Linked DNA regions of Mus musculus: regions 1 and 3 are each linked to region 2. A link is a contact called in public ChIA-PET data. All regions are on one chromosome and are shown on one strand. The core of a region is the stretch at or near the end of the contact, and the rest is flanking DNA. Distances in the headings are between cores, read along the strand shown.

Region 1 (3,922 bases), core at 142-2,641, 660 kb before region 2:
GTAGCTTTCCTCACTCACCCCACTTCCCGGACCGACATTCCCCCAGGGGTCCCTTAACCACCACGCTTCTTATTTTTGCAGTGGGTGTTCGATACACCGCTCCTTCTGTGTGTCTAGCCACAATTTTGCTCTAAATTCTCACGGTCAGCAATGCCCTCTACCACCGTTTTACAAGTTGCTCAGTAAAAAGCCATCGGCAAGACCTGGTCCTACAGCCGAGTTTGGGGGAAGTCACACCCTTTAAAAGCAGGGTTTCTTATCATTTCAGAACTCTCCGAGAACCAGGCTACATAATCCTGCCCCTCCTGGCCGTTCAAAGTCAGGAGAAGCTTGGCGACATGTTCCGGTGGCTACGGATCACCTTCAGATTCCATCTGAAAAGCCCCTTTTGGAAGACGGCATTCTCCAGCTAATCCCCACGGGCTACTCTGCTCACCCGGCCTTGGGATTGAGGAATCCCACCGACACTGAAGTCACTAACAGAAGACTGGCAGATCCGCCAAGGGGGAAAGCATTCCGAATGAAGAGTCGGAATGAAAACAGCAGCGTCTCAAATTGTCAAGCGCAGCACCAGAGTAAGGCGATAGCGCTAATTTCATAGATTAGACGCATACCAAAGTTAGGGCTGGAAAAAGAGCTCTCCTCCACTCGATGTACCCCCGAGCCCCAATAAAAGGTTATACGAGAAGACAACAAGGTGTTCCGAAAGCCTCTGGCTCGTGCCCGGGGTGAAGGGATCCCCCAAAGTTATCCCATCACCTTGCACTGGAGCGATCCTCATCCCACCCTAAAAGCAAGGCGGGAATATGAAGGATAGAAAACAGGGGCTGTGCTGCGGAGCAGACGCAAACGCCTCACATCGCCGCGCTCCACCAAGTTTCTCTCCTACGTGCTTCGGCCAGCAGCTCGCCCTCCGCCCGCGTTCCCACAGGGGCAGCCGAGGTCCACCATCCCGCCACTCTGCGTCCTCACGGGGCAGCCCCGCGTCGACCATCCCACCGGCCCTCGCCCCCGTTGCCCCGCCCGGCCGCGCACCTTGCTCTTCACCTCCATGGTGCCCAGGCAGCCGCTGCTCGCCCCGTGCCGGTGGCCGCGGTTCATGCTGAGTGCCCGGCCGCCGGCGGCCTCGTCGGGGGCCGGCCCTCGGGAGCGCGGGCGGCGGGGCCGCGGAGCGCGGGCTCGGGACTCGAAGCGCCGCACGGCGCCTCGTCACGGCACCTGCTGAGGTCCTCCCCGCAGCGCAGTGCCGGCTGCTCCGCGGCGGCCTGAGGGTCGGACTGCCAGTGCAGCAGGCGGGGACACCGGTCCCTCCCAGCGAGGCTCGGGGGCGGCGGCGGCCGCGGCGGTGAGGAGAGGGCGGAGCACAGCCCTACAGCCGCCGCAGCCTCCCTTATCCGCTGCCTCCCCCGCGGACGCGCGCCCGCGCGCTCGTGCACCGAGCTGGGCCGCGGCCGCGGCACGTGCGCGCGCTCACCTGCAGCTTCGGCGCGCGGCTTGCGCTCCGCCCACACCCAATGGGAAGCGCGCACCTGCGCCCGCGGCGTCAGCCAATCGGCACGCAGCCTGCGGGGCTCGCGCGGCCCGTGGGCGGGCCTCGTGGTTGGGAAGCCCCGCCCACAGCCCTCGCGATTGGTCCTGCCTTGCGAGGGAGGGGCGGGATCACCTGAAGCTCTGGGGCCTCTCTGGATTGAGCCGGGGGAGCAGTAGGACGCATGCGCCGGCTGTAGAGTTTCCGCCCCGAGAAGGCGATGGGGAAGGCCGGCCGGAAGCGCGAGCGCACCTGGACTGCCGTTCAGGAGGGTGTGTATTTTGCGCATGCGCGCGAGCGTTTTCGCCGGCTGGGTCGGGTCGGGAGCGCCCGTATCTTTAACGCGCCCTAGTCACCTGCTTGGAATGTGTGTACAGCCGTTCCCTTGCCGTGATGATGTGGGGTGACTGGGCATCTGGGGCCCCTCTTCGGCCTGAGCCCCCCCCCATGCTGCGGCTTCTTGGCGGCCCCCTGAAACTATTGTGGAAAGAGTTTCAAGTTTTCCCGCCTCTGCAGCAGTCATTAGAGGGAGAAGCTTGGGGGTCGGGGGTGGGGGGATGTCTAGGCCTGGAAACTGCACTTTCGTCTCAATCAGCGCTTCTCAACCTGTGGGCTCTTGACCCCAGGACGACTCTTCCTCCGGGGTCACCTGAGACCTAAAACACAGATATTTACATTGCGATTCATAACAGTAGCAAAATTACAGTTAAGTAGCTAGGAAAATCATTTTATGGCTGGAGGTCATCAGAATGCGAGGTCACAGCATTAGGAAGGTTGAGAACCACTGCTCTAGATCTTCCCTGTCCCGAGGGTGCCCTGGGTATCAGGAGAGGACCAGGGAGCTGAGGCCTGCGATGGTCCCCACAGGCCCTGGCTCCCTGCGGGCCTCACCATCCGCCCTCTGAGGCTGAAGTCGTCTCTCTGTGGAGCAATTTCTTGCCCGTTTGTTGTTTGCACCAACGCCAGCCTCTGGGCTGTGTTCTGTTCCCCCAGTGACCGAGCTGTGTCCTGGGGTAACAACACCAATTCCTAATCTCTGAGCGCCCCACACTGAGGCTGCTGCCTCTCTCTCTGTTTTGTTTACCCATTGGTCTTGCTGGTGCTAGGAGAAAAGTGAAAGTCTCCCTCGACGACCCTCCTACCCCACAGAGGGCTGAAGAGCTAGCTGATCAGGGGCCTTCACTCCTGCCCACTCTCCCCTTGGACCACAGAATCTAACATCTTTCCGCTGTGATGGGGTTCAGCTTTTCTATTTTCCTTCGTGCACGTGCACTTGAAACAGCGTTACTCTATGTACAATGAAAGCTACCCAGTGGCGGGGATACCCTGGCTTTGCTCAGTTGTTTGTTCACCCTGGGAGAGCCAGGCTCTTGTCATGCGCTCATGTATGTATTTGGGGACAAGAGGAGCCGAATCTGTGGCTTCTCCAGGCTACACCCTGTAGCTTCAAAGATAAGAAGCCCCTTTCCCCTTGAACGAATCTCTTCACCAGCTGTTGGTAGGCGATTTTAAGGTTTCCCTGGCCATTCTGGGGTGGAAGTCCTGGAGAGAGAGAGAGAGACTGTCCCTCAAGCTGAATCTCACACTGCCTTCCCAACCCATACCTGTGTGGTGGAAAGAAGATTTGTGGTTTTGAGGGGCAGCCACAGGCCCAGTACCCTGGTCAACAGCATCAGCCCAGCAGTTACAGCTCTTTGGGTCCCAGGACCCCTGAAACTAAACATTACAGGGAACCTCCAAGTTTGTGAATGCCTATGAGTGTTTATTGTATTGGAACTAAACCAGAAACGCGTTTAAAACAATGCACAATACATATTCCAAGCAGGTAAAGATGATGTCATCATTTGTCCTGTCTTTTGCGGAAAACTCCATCATCTGCTTCTGAGACAAGGAAGGTGAGATGCGACGCCTTCATGAGAACAATATGACTTTGGAAATTCCCCTAGCGAGGTTTCCAGGTGCCAGTGGACCCGTGGGCCACTCTGAAAACCGATGTGCCAGAAAGCACAGGACCTCCAATCTCACCTTTCTCCTGCCTCTGCCCTGAGCGGGTCACACCTTGAGAACTGTGGACCTGTGGCCCCAAGTCTGTGTGGATGATGGTTGGGTGGCTGCTATTACTGCTATCGAGACTCCTTTATCAGCTGCTTTGAGGAGGAAGCTCATGGGTGCCAATGCACCTGCGTGGGCCCTGCATTCCTGAAGCTGCCGTCACATCCGCCCTCCCCTCCCCCCGGGTGTGGCATCCCTCACTACCTGAACTTTCCTTTCTCGAAGGGAGGGAGGGCCAGGCCAGAGCTTCCTGGATCTCTCCGGCAGATCTGCTGCAAACCAGGGCTGTGTAAGAAGGGAATGTAGAAAATAGTTTGCCTTTGATAAAGGTGCTGCGGGGGA
Region 2 (3,547 bases), core at 1,011-3,510:
GAGACTTCTATTATCTTAAACTACAGTCATCCACCCAGAGGTCAGGAAGAGAGGAGAGGGGTCAGGGCTATAGAGAAAGAGTTACAAAAGGCTAAGGCCAGGGATGCAGCTCAGCTGGTATTGCCTGCAGGAAGCCCTGAGTTTGATCTTCAGTACTGTATAAACCAGCTGTGTGGTCCAGGCCTATAGTCCCAGCACAGAGGAGGAAAAGGAGAAGGATCAAGAGTTCGAGGGCATTTTCAGCTACAATACCAGCTTGAGCTACATGTTAGCATAGGCGAACAAAAATGTAAAGCCTGGGGTTACGGAACAGTTGGCTAGGCAACAGGATCATAAGTTCAAAGCTGGCAGGGGCTAGCGAGCTCAAGGCCAGCCCAGGTCTCACTAACTTAGTGAGAGACCCTGTCTCAACTATAAAGTAAAAGGGGTGGGCACAGCGGCACATGCCTTAATCAATGCCAACAAGTTTTCGGCCTATCAAGGAAGCATTCCAGGCCAACCAGAACTGCACAGTGAAACCCTGTCTTATGTAAATGAGTAGAGCACCTGCCCGGCATGCAGCAGACTCTAGATCACCTGCAATCCCTTTCTCCCCACCCAAAACAACAGAAAACAAAGGCAGGCAGGTGTGGGTGTGGTGGTACATGTCTTTAACCCCAGTACTCAAAAAACAGAGGCAGATCTCTTTGAGCTGGAGGCCAGCAGAGCAAGTTCCAGGATAGTCAGATCTACACAGAGAAACCTTGTCTGGGGTTGGGGGGAGGAGGATGCTCTCTGCCCCTTGAACTTAACGAGGGTAGCAGGGTATGTTAATCCATGCCTGTAATCTCTGCACTTGGGAGACAGATGCAGGAAAGCTAAGAGTTCAAGACCAAGGTCACCCTGGCCTACATACTGATACTCAGTGAGGACCAGTTTTATGGGCTACATGAACCTGTCTCAAAAAGAAAAACACAAACAGACTTCTAGGGTGGAACTGGAGTCTCCCTACACCCCAGTTTCAGTATTATTTACTTTCCTAGTCTACAATCTCCTTGAATTTTGGGTGCAGTGTGTGTGTTTGACTAAACTAGGGATTGACCTCAGGAATGGTGGGCAAGATTCCAGCCTTTAACTGACCAAGTCAGCTGAATCTGCCCCGTTTTTCTCCCTAGAATGCCCTAACCTACCCTACCAAACCCTTCTGGAATCTCAAATGGCTCAAGTTTCCTGCTCTGGAACATCCCACTCTATGCAAGGCTTCCGCCTGTGCTCTTAAGGTTAGGTCTGTAAACTAATGTAGTAGTGATGGAATTGTGACCACTGAGCACTGCCTCATTCCAGGACCCCATAAACTGATCAAGCTTCAAGCCCACATCTCAAAGCATTTGGCTCTGTATTACCTCTTTTATCTTGTCCTGCTGAGACTATGTGAATGTCTGGGACAGTACAGCTACACAACAAGATCTAATGACTTTCGCTCCTCAGTGGCCGAAGAGCTACCTGAAATGCTCTTAGTTAAAGTTCGGTATCAATTAAGGGGTTCCTTGTTAATTTTCTGGGGCTCATTTCAAAGAGAGAATTTGTAACACACAACAGTGTCCTGCCAAGCATGAAGATGGACTCGGGCCTTTTTAACACGTCATCTTCCCCATCTCTCCTCTAAGATTTCAAGCTGCGGGTCACGAGACGTCTTTCTCCCACCTAGGGTGGGCTCCTCTTCCCTCATGCTACCCAATTTCCATCCAAGCATCTGGCAAGGTCCAAAAACACCCAGTCCACACAAAAGTCTCCCACTAAAGCCTCGTGGCGGCTCCCTGCGGGCGGCTCCTGACGCCCAGGGCCGAGAAAAACGGTCAACTAGCAGTCAATGAATCAAAGAAACCTGCTGGGGGCAGACAAGAACAATGAAGGTTGCTGATGGTTACGGGGGATGCCAGGGGCTGCTCGTGGCAACGGGAGAACTTCCTGGATCAGGAGGAGGAGAGCCAGGGAACCCTGAGATAACCGGAAACCGGGAGCAGGAAGGACGTTCGCGGCTTCCGCCAGGCCTGCGCGTGGTCAGCAATGTCGGACCTCCGGGAGGCCTCAGGGCCCATGTTCTCATCCCGCCCCCCGCCAACCCTGGCTAGGTGGGCCCGCGCCACTCCACCCGGGCGCTCCAGGCCCGCTGTCGCCCGCCGGCCCGGCCCTGCCGCCTCCGCTACCCGAAGCCGCGCACTCACTCCTCCTCCGCCATCTTCTCCCCTATCCTGCGAGCTTCCGAGACTACAGAGTTCGGCGCCGCAGGGCTAGCGGGGCCGGCGGCTGCTTCCGGTTTCCGCTGCGGGCAGGGGCGGGGCTTGGCCTCCCAGGGCGACCCTCTGCGCTGTCCTCTCTGTGGCCTGGGAGTGGGACGACCTCTGGGGCTTTCTGTGGGCTTTTTCCGGCCAGGCTGTGTGACGATCTGGCCTTGGGACATCCGGACTTTTTTTTTTTTTTTTTTTTCCGGTCCCCGGGCGGGAAAGATTTGGAGGAAACTTTTGAGATCTGGGTGACTCAGCTGTGAGCCAAGCCGTCCGCCCCGCGTGAGAATCCCAGGGCTCAGAATGGGGGAAAGTGGTTTCTCTGGGCGTCCGGGCCGGCTGTGCGGAGCGGAGGGAGTCCGCAGGCGCGTTCCGAGGCGGCCTCAGTTTCCCCTGCTGTGGGGAGAGTAGACAGAGGGTCTTTGAAACGCTAGACAGTGTACTTACTCCGATTATAAAAGTTGAGAGCTAGCAAGGCAGAGGTTGGACATTCCCCATTGGTTTATTGGTTGGTGTGGTAGATGTGAAAATGAGATCCAGGACAACTTGAGGGGTTTCATTCTCGCCTTCCTCCGTGTTGGTCCTCGGCATTGAACTCTGGTAATACGGGTTGGCGGCACCGCCTTTACTCATTGAACTATCCCAACAAATTTTTCTTAACCTTTGTGTGTGCGGGGGTGGGTGGGGTACATTAGGAGGTCCCAGGTTATCAGATGTCTTCCTTACTCACGCTCCACCTTAGTTATGAGACAGTGAACCTGAAACTAGGGACGCGACATAGTGGCTAGCCAACAACTCCCAGGGATCCTCCTTCTCAGTCTCCCTGTCCCTATGGTTACAGATGCCAACAGCTATCCCTGGCTTCTGTGTGGATGTTGGGAATACCAACTGAGGTCCTCGTGCTTGCGTAGCAAGCGCATTGCCCACTGGGCTTTCAACACCGAAGATAACTTGAACTGTCTAGTCTGTATTGCTTAAAACTGGCCTGGTACTGCTGAGGTCTTTATGGGACCTTCTGGGTGTTCTCCTTCAGGGCCCCTTCCACCCTAGGTAGTTCCCCCCCCCCCCCCCACTTAATAACGCTTAACAGATATGTCACTTTCCCAAAGAACGATCCTTCTGTCTCATCCTCTTGAGCAGTTGGGACTGGAGGGTGAGAGACACCCCTCCCCACCCCCATTCAGGCATCTGTCTACTTCTGTACAGGGGTGGAACCTAGGGCAACACATATGGCAGGCAGGTGGTCTTCCATTCAGCTAACATGCCCAAGTTCTCTGTAGAGA
Region 3 (3,856 bases), core at 1,334-3,833, 520 kb after region 2:
AAAGTTTTTTACAAATTTATGTGTATCTGTATATGTTTCTGCCTGTATGTATACCTAAGAGTCGATGGAAGCTAGGGGCCATCAGATTCTCTGGAGCTAGAGGTATAGGCAATTCTGGCCCACCTGTAGGTACTGGAAACCACCCTTGGGTCCTCTGCAAGACCAATACATGCTCTTGACTACCGAGCCACCTCTCCTGTTCCCCGAGATTTTACTATAGGCATTTATTATATGCACATGTGCCACAGCATATGTGTGAAAGTCAGAAGACAACGTGCAGGAGTCAGCTCGCCCCTTCCAGCACTGGGGTCCCAGGGAACCCAGTTGTCAGGCCAGGGAGGGGTCACTTAGGGTTACTTTCCATCCATCCATCTTGCTCACCCTACCCTTGGCTTTTTTAAAAGAACAGTTACTGGGGCTGGTGAGATGGCTCAGTGGGTAAGAGCACCCGACTGTTCTTCCGAAGGTCCAGAGTTCAAATCCCAGCAACCACATGGTGGCTCACAACCATCCGTAACAAGATCTGACTCCCTCTTCTGGTGTGTCTGAAGACAGCTACAGTGTAGTTACATATAATAATAAAATAAATCAAAAAAAAAAAAAAAAAAAAAAAAAAAGGGGGGAGTTATATCCCCCATACACCACAAAAAAAAAAAAAAAAAAAAAAAAAAAAAAAAGAACAGTTACTAAGCACACTTCAAGACAACAGGAGTCTGGGCAGTAACCTGAGTCCCTACATCATTTCTCTGCTTCCACTCTGTATCAAACCCAAACTTACACGGCCACAAAGTCCTGCACCAGCTCTTCTTCCCACCACTTGACTTGGATTTTCCTAAGACGCCCCGAATTCCAAGTGAGTTTCTGTCCTTGAGTTTTTGTTTCTTGTTCACCTCACCTTTCCCTGGTTAGTCTCTGCTCAAACGCCACCTCTTCACCTGTCACCTCTGTCACGACCTGAAATACCTGAACTCACTCACGGACTCCTCCAATTAGAACGTGAGCTCCCTAAAGAGAGACACCTTGTCCACTTGTGATTCTTCACTATATTCCCAGGGTTTCATAGAATGAGATATTAAACAAATAAGGCAATAAATCAATTCCACAGTTAAAAGCACTGCTCTCTCAACCAATTCCTGTCTAGAGACTGGCTTCCCAAAGCCCAACTAGAACACCAAACAGCCAGAGGGGAGAAAATTCCTTTGCACAAATGGAAAAGTGAAGAAGAGTTGAGTGTGGTAGCCTACACTTGTAGAAAGATAACGCTCTAAGTCTAGCCTGGGCTATGAAAGACCCTTTATCCAAAATAAATAGATAGACAGACAGACAGATACCTTCCATGTCTTCATAAAATAACAGAGCATTCACCATGTGGCTCTCATACATGGGACCCAGCAATAAAAAGTTATCCTTAAAGATAACTCAGAGCAGATGAGAACCGTGAGAAACAAGCAGTAGTTACTACATATAAGGTCAATGCTACAGGACACATAAACGTGGGTGATGTGGCCATCGCAGTGAGAACTGAGAACTCCTCCCTAAGAAGGGAACTTGAAAGGCAGGGAGGGAGGCAGCCCCGCCAAGATCTGAGGTCAGCTGCTTCTAACATCACGAAAGCTGGGGACTTAGCATACAGGACGGGACTATGAATACTTAAAAGAGCCGGTCATGGAGGCGACAGTGCTTATGGAGAGACGAATGGCCATGGTCAGCAGTTCAGGCGAGCCCTCTGGGAAACACAGCCTGCAGTCAGCGGAACCTTCAAGCCACTTAACCGAATATGCAAGTGAAGAATCGTAAGTTTGAGGAGAGGGTAAAAATGCCATTTCAGTGGAAGAGATTGTTCAACACGTGAGGGAGCACGGTTTCCACGCCCAGCATCACCTAATTATTTAAAAACTAGGAAATTCGTAGAGAGGCAAGGACTAGCTCTGAATTACACTCCTAGGGAAAGACGGAGTGTGCGTGGGGACAGATTATCTAACTGGAAAGCCGGCGAGCCCCAGGCAGGGGAACACCATTCGCCTGTAGGTTCCTTAGGTCCTAGGGACACGAACGTCACAGCCAGCTGAAACCCGAGGGCCAAGTCCACTCTGGCGGAGGCCAAAGCCCCGCGAAGTCAGAGTGGGCGATCTCCGGCCTCTTTTAGAACCAGGGACCCAGACCGGCTCGGCCAGGTCAGGCCTCGGCGCGGAACAGCGCTCACGCTGCGGGCCCCGGCGCGCCGAGAACGGACGCGCGGGCTTGACCAATCCGCGGACGCCTACGCGGCGGCGCGACCAATCCCAGCAACGCTGGAAGGGAAGGGGCGGGAGCTCGAGAAGCTCGCGTGAGGCCGAGCCCCAAGCTGCCCCAGCTTCCCGGAGCGGTCAGGCCCGACCCAGAGGCGGCGTGCGGGGAAGACCAGGCGCGCGTCCTCGGGCTGAGGCCCAGATCCACCTCCCAGCGATCGGCCCCTCCCTCAGCCGCGTCCCCGCGGCCACCCTGCTCGCTCCATGCCTCACCTCGTGGGGACGCCGAGACCGAGGAGGGAATCCCAAGCGAGAGCTGCAGCCGACACTACCCCACTCCAGCCGCTGCTCCGCCTCACATTCAAACCCTGGCAAAATGGCGCGGCGGCTAAGGTGGCGGCCACTGCGCATGTGCGAGTGAGACCGGGACGCGGGGTGGAGCCAGGAATGCTTTGGCCCCACCCCGGCTGCGAGGGCCAATCGGAACCATTGCTCGGGTCTGCGGTGACGTCACAAGAGACCGTGCCTTTTGACGCAGGCTTCTGTTTTGGGTTTCTTTCCTCAGACCCTAGCAGGTTCTGCGAGTGGCTCCTAGTGGCTTCTAACTGTTGGATGGAACGTGCTCGTTCACGCCTGAGCGAAGGGACAGAGCAGAGCGTCTGTTCTAGGACAAATAGAATAAACGAATGAGTAAGAATTTCAAGCTAGGGGATAGCACGCTTGGTTAAGCAAGTGATAGCTGCGCAAGGAAGAAGACGGGAGTTCGAATCCCCAGCACCCACATAAAAGCCAGCCTGACTACAATTCCGTACCTGGGGAGGCAGACACAGGAAGATCGCTGGGGCTTACTGGCCGGCCTGTCTAGCTAATTGGTGAGCTTCTGTTTCCATAAGAGATCCAGCCTTGAAAACTAAGAGAGCAATGGATGAAGACACCCACATTCATTCACTCACACACACATGATTTCAGAAGCTGAAGGCGATGGCTCATGCTTGTTACCACTTGGCACTTGGGAGGCAGAAGCAAGACAATCGCCATTTATTTAAGCCCAGCATGGTCTACACAGAGGCCAGGCATAGCTACACAGTGAGATCCTTTCTCAAAAAAAAATTTTTTTTTTCAGACGACGATGTAGTTGGTGGCAACTTAAAGGTAACTGGGATGTTCATTTGACCCTTGAACAAGAGAAATCTTATCTTTTCAAAAGCCAGGAGACAGTTGTGTGACTGTACGCCTCGCAAGCAAAGAAAGGTGAAGGTCTAGAAGCAGGTTTTTGATCAAGACTGAAGCCTAGTGTTCTGTAGTAAGACCGGGCTGAAGAAGCCAGCTTAGCTTGCCTTCTCTGTTCCTCTCTGCTACAAGCTTACCCCACTTTACTGCACTGATATGTGTTCCTTCCTGTCTCTGGGTCCAGGAGTAGCTGGCTCACTTTGCGTTTTAGCCAGTAAAGGACAGGCTGCCTAGCTTGCCATGAATTCCAGGTCACAAACACTCATTTTCATAATCGATACTTCATGGGAACGCTTACCCTCAAAAGCATGCATTGTTTATGTAAGGTTCTCATTAAACTGTTTTTTTTTTTAAGATTTATTTATTTGTTATATGTAAGTACACTGTAGCTGTCTTCA

The links. ChIA-PET counts read pairs in DNA pulled down with a chosen protein or histone mark.
Region 1: an RNA polymerase II ChIA-PET map of memory CD8 T cells shows a contact between it and region 2, with 27 read pairs. The contact joins the promoter of Pard6b here to the promoter of Slc9a8 in region 2. A contact is called at or near these places in 4 of 39 promoter capture datasets (the SN4741 cell line, liver and pre-B cells), 1 of 484 Hi-C or Micro-C datasets (CD4 T cells), 1 of 115 datasets of contacts at active chromatin or transcription factors (memory CD8 T cells) and 1 of 9 other capture datasets (pancreatic islet).
Region 3: an RNA polymerase II ChIA-PET map of memory CD8 T cells shows a contact between it and region 2, with 26 read pairs. The contact joins the promoter of Cse1l here to the promoter of Slc9a8 in region 2. A contact is called at or near these places in 5 of 39 promoter capture datasets (the C10 cell line, hippocampal neurons, liver and 2 more), 1 of 484 Hi-C or Micro-C datasets (embryonic stem cells), 2 of 115 datasets of contacts at active chromatin or transcription factors (memory CD8 T cells and pancreatic cancer cells) and 1 of 9 other capture datasets (liver).

What each region holds. Positions count from the first base shown.
Region 1 is chr2:168,078,473-168,082,394 of GRCm38.p6, reverse strand. Pard6b (par-6 family cell polarity regulator beta) reads right to left here and starts at 1,391. Exons shown (of 3, transcript NM_021409.2): 1 at 1,036-1,391. The coding sequence starts at 1,101. It overlaps Gm39990 (a long non-coding RNA gene), which reads left to right and starts at 1,669. Exons shown (of 2, transcript XR_867010.1): 1 at 1,669-1,895; 2 at 2,635-3,922.
Region 2 is chr2:167,420,423-167,423,969 of GRCm38.p6, reverse strand. It overlaps Slc9a8 (solute carrier family 9 (sodium/hydrogen exchanger), member 8), which reads right to left and starts at 2,260. Exons shown (of 17, transcript NM_148929.3): 1 at 2,205-2,260. The coding sequence starts at 2,218.
Region 3 is chr2:166,904,823-166,908,678 of GRCm38.p6, reverse strand. Cse1l (chromosome segregation 1-like (S. cerevisiae)) reads right to left here and starts at 2,583. Exons shown (of 25, transcript NM_023565.3): 1 at 2,502-2,583. It overlaps Gm31204 (a long non-coding RNA gene), which reads left to right and starts at 1,385. Exons shown (of 3, transcript XR_866966.3): 1 at 1,385-3,100.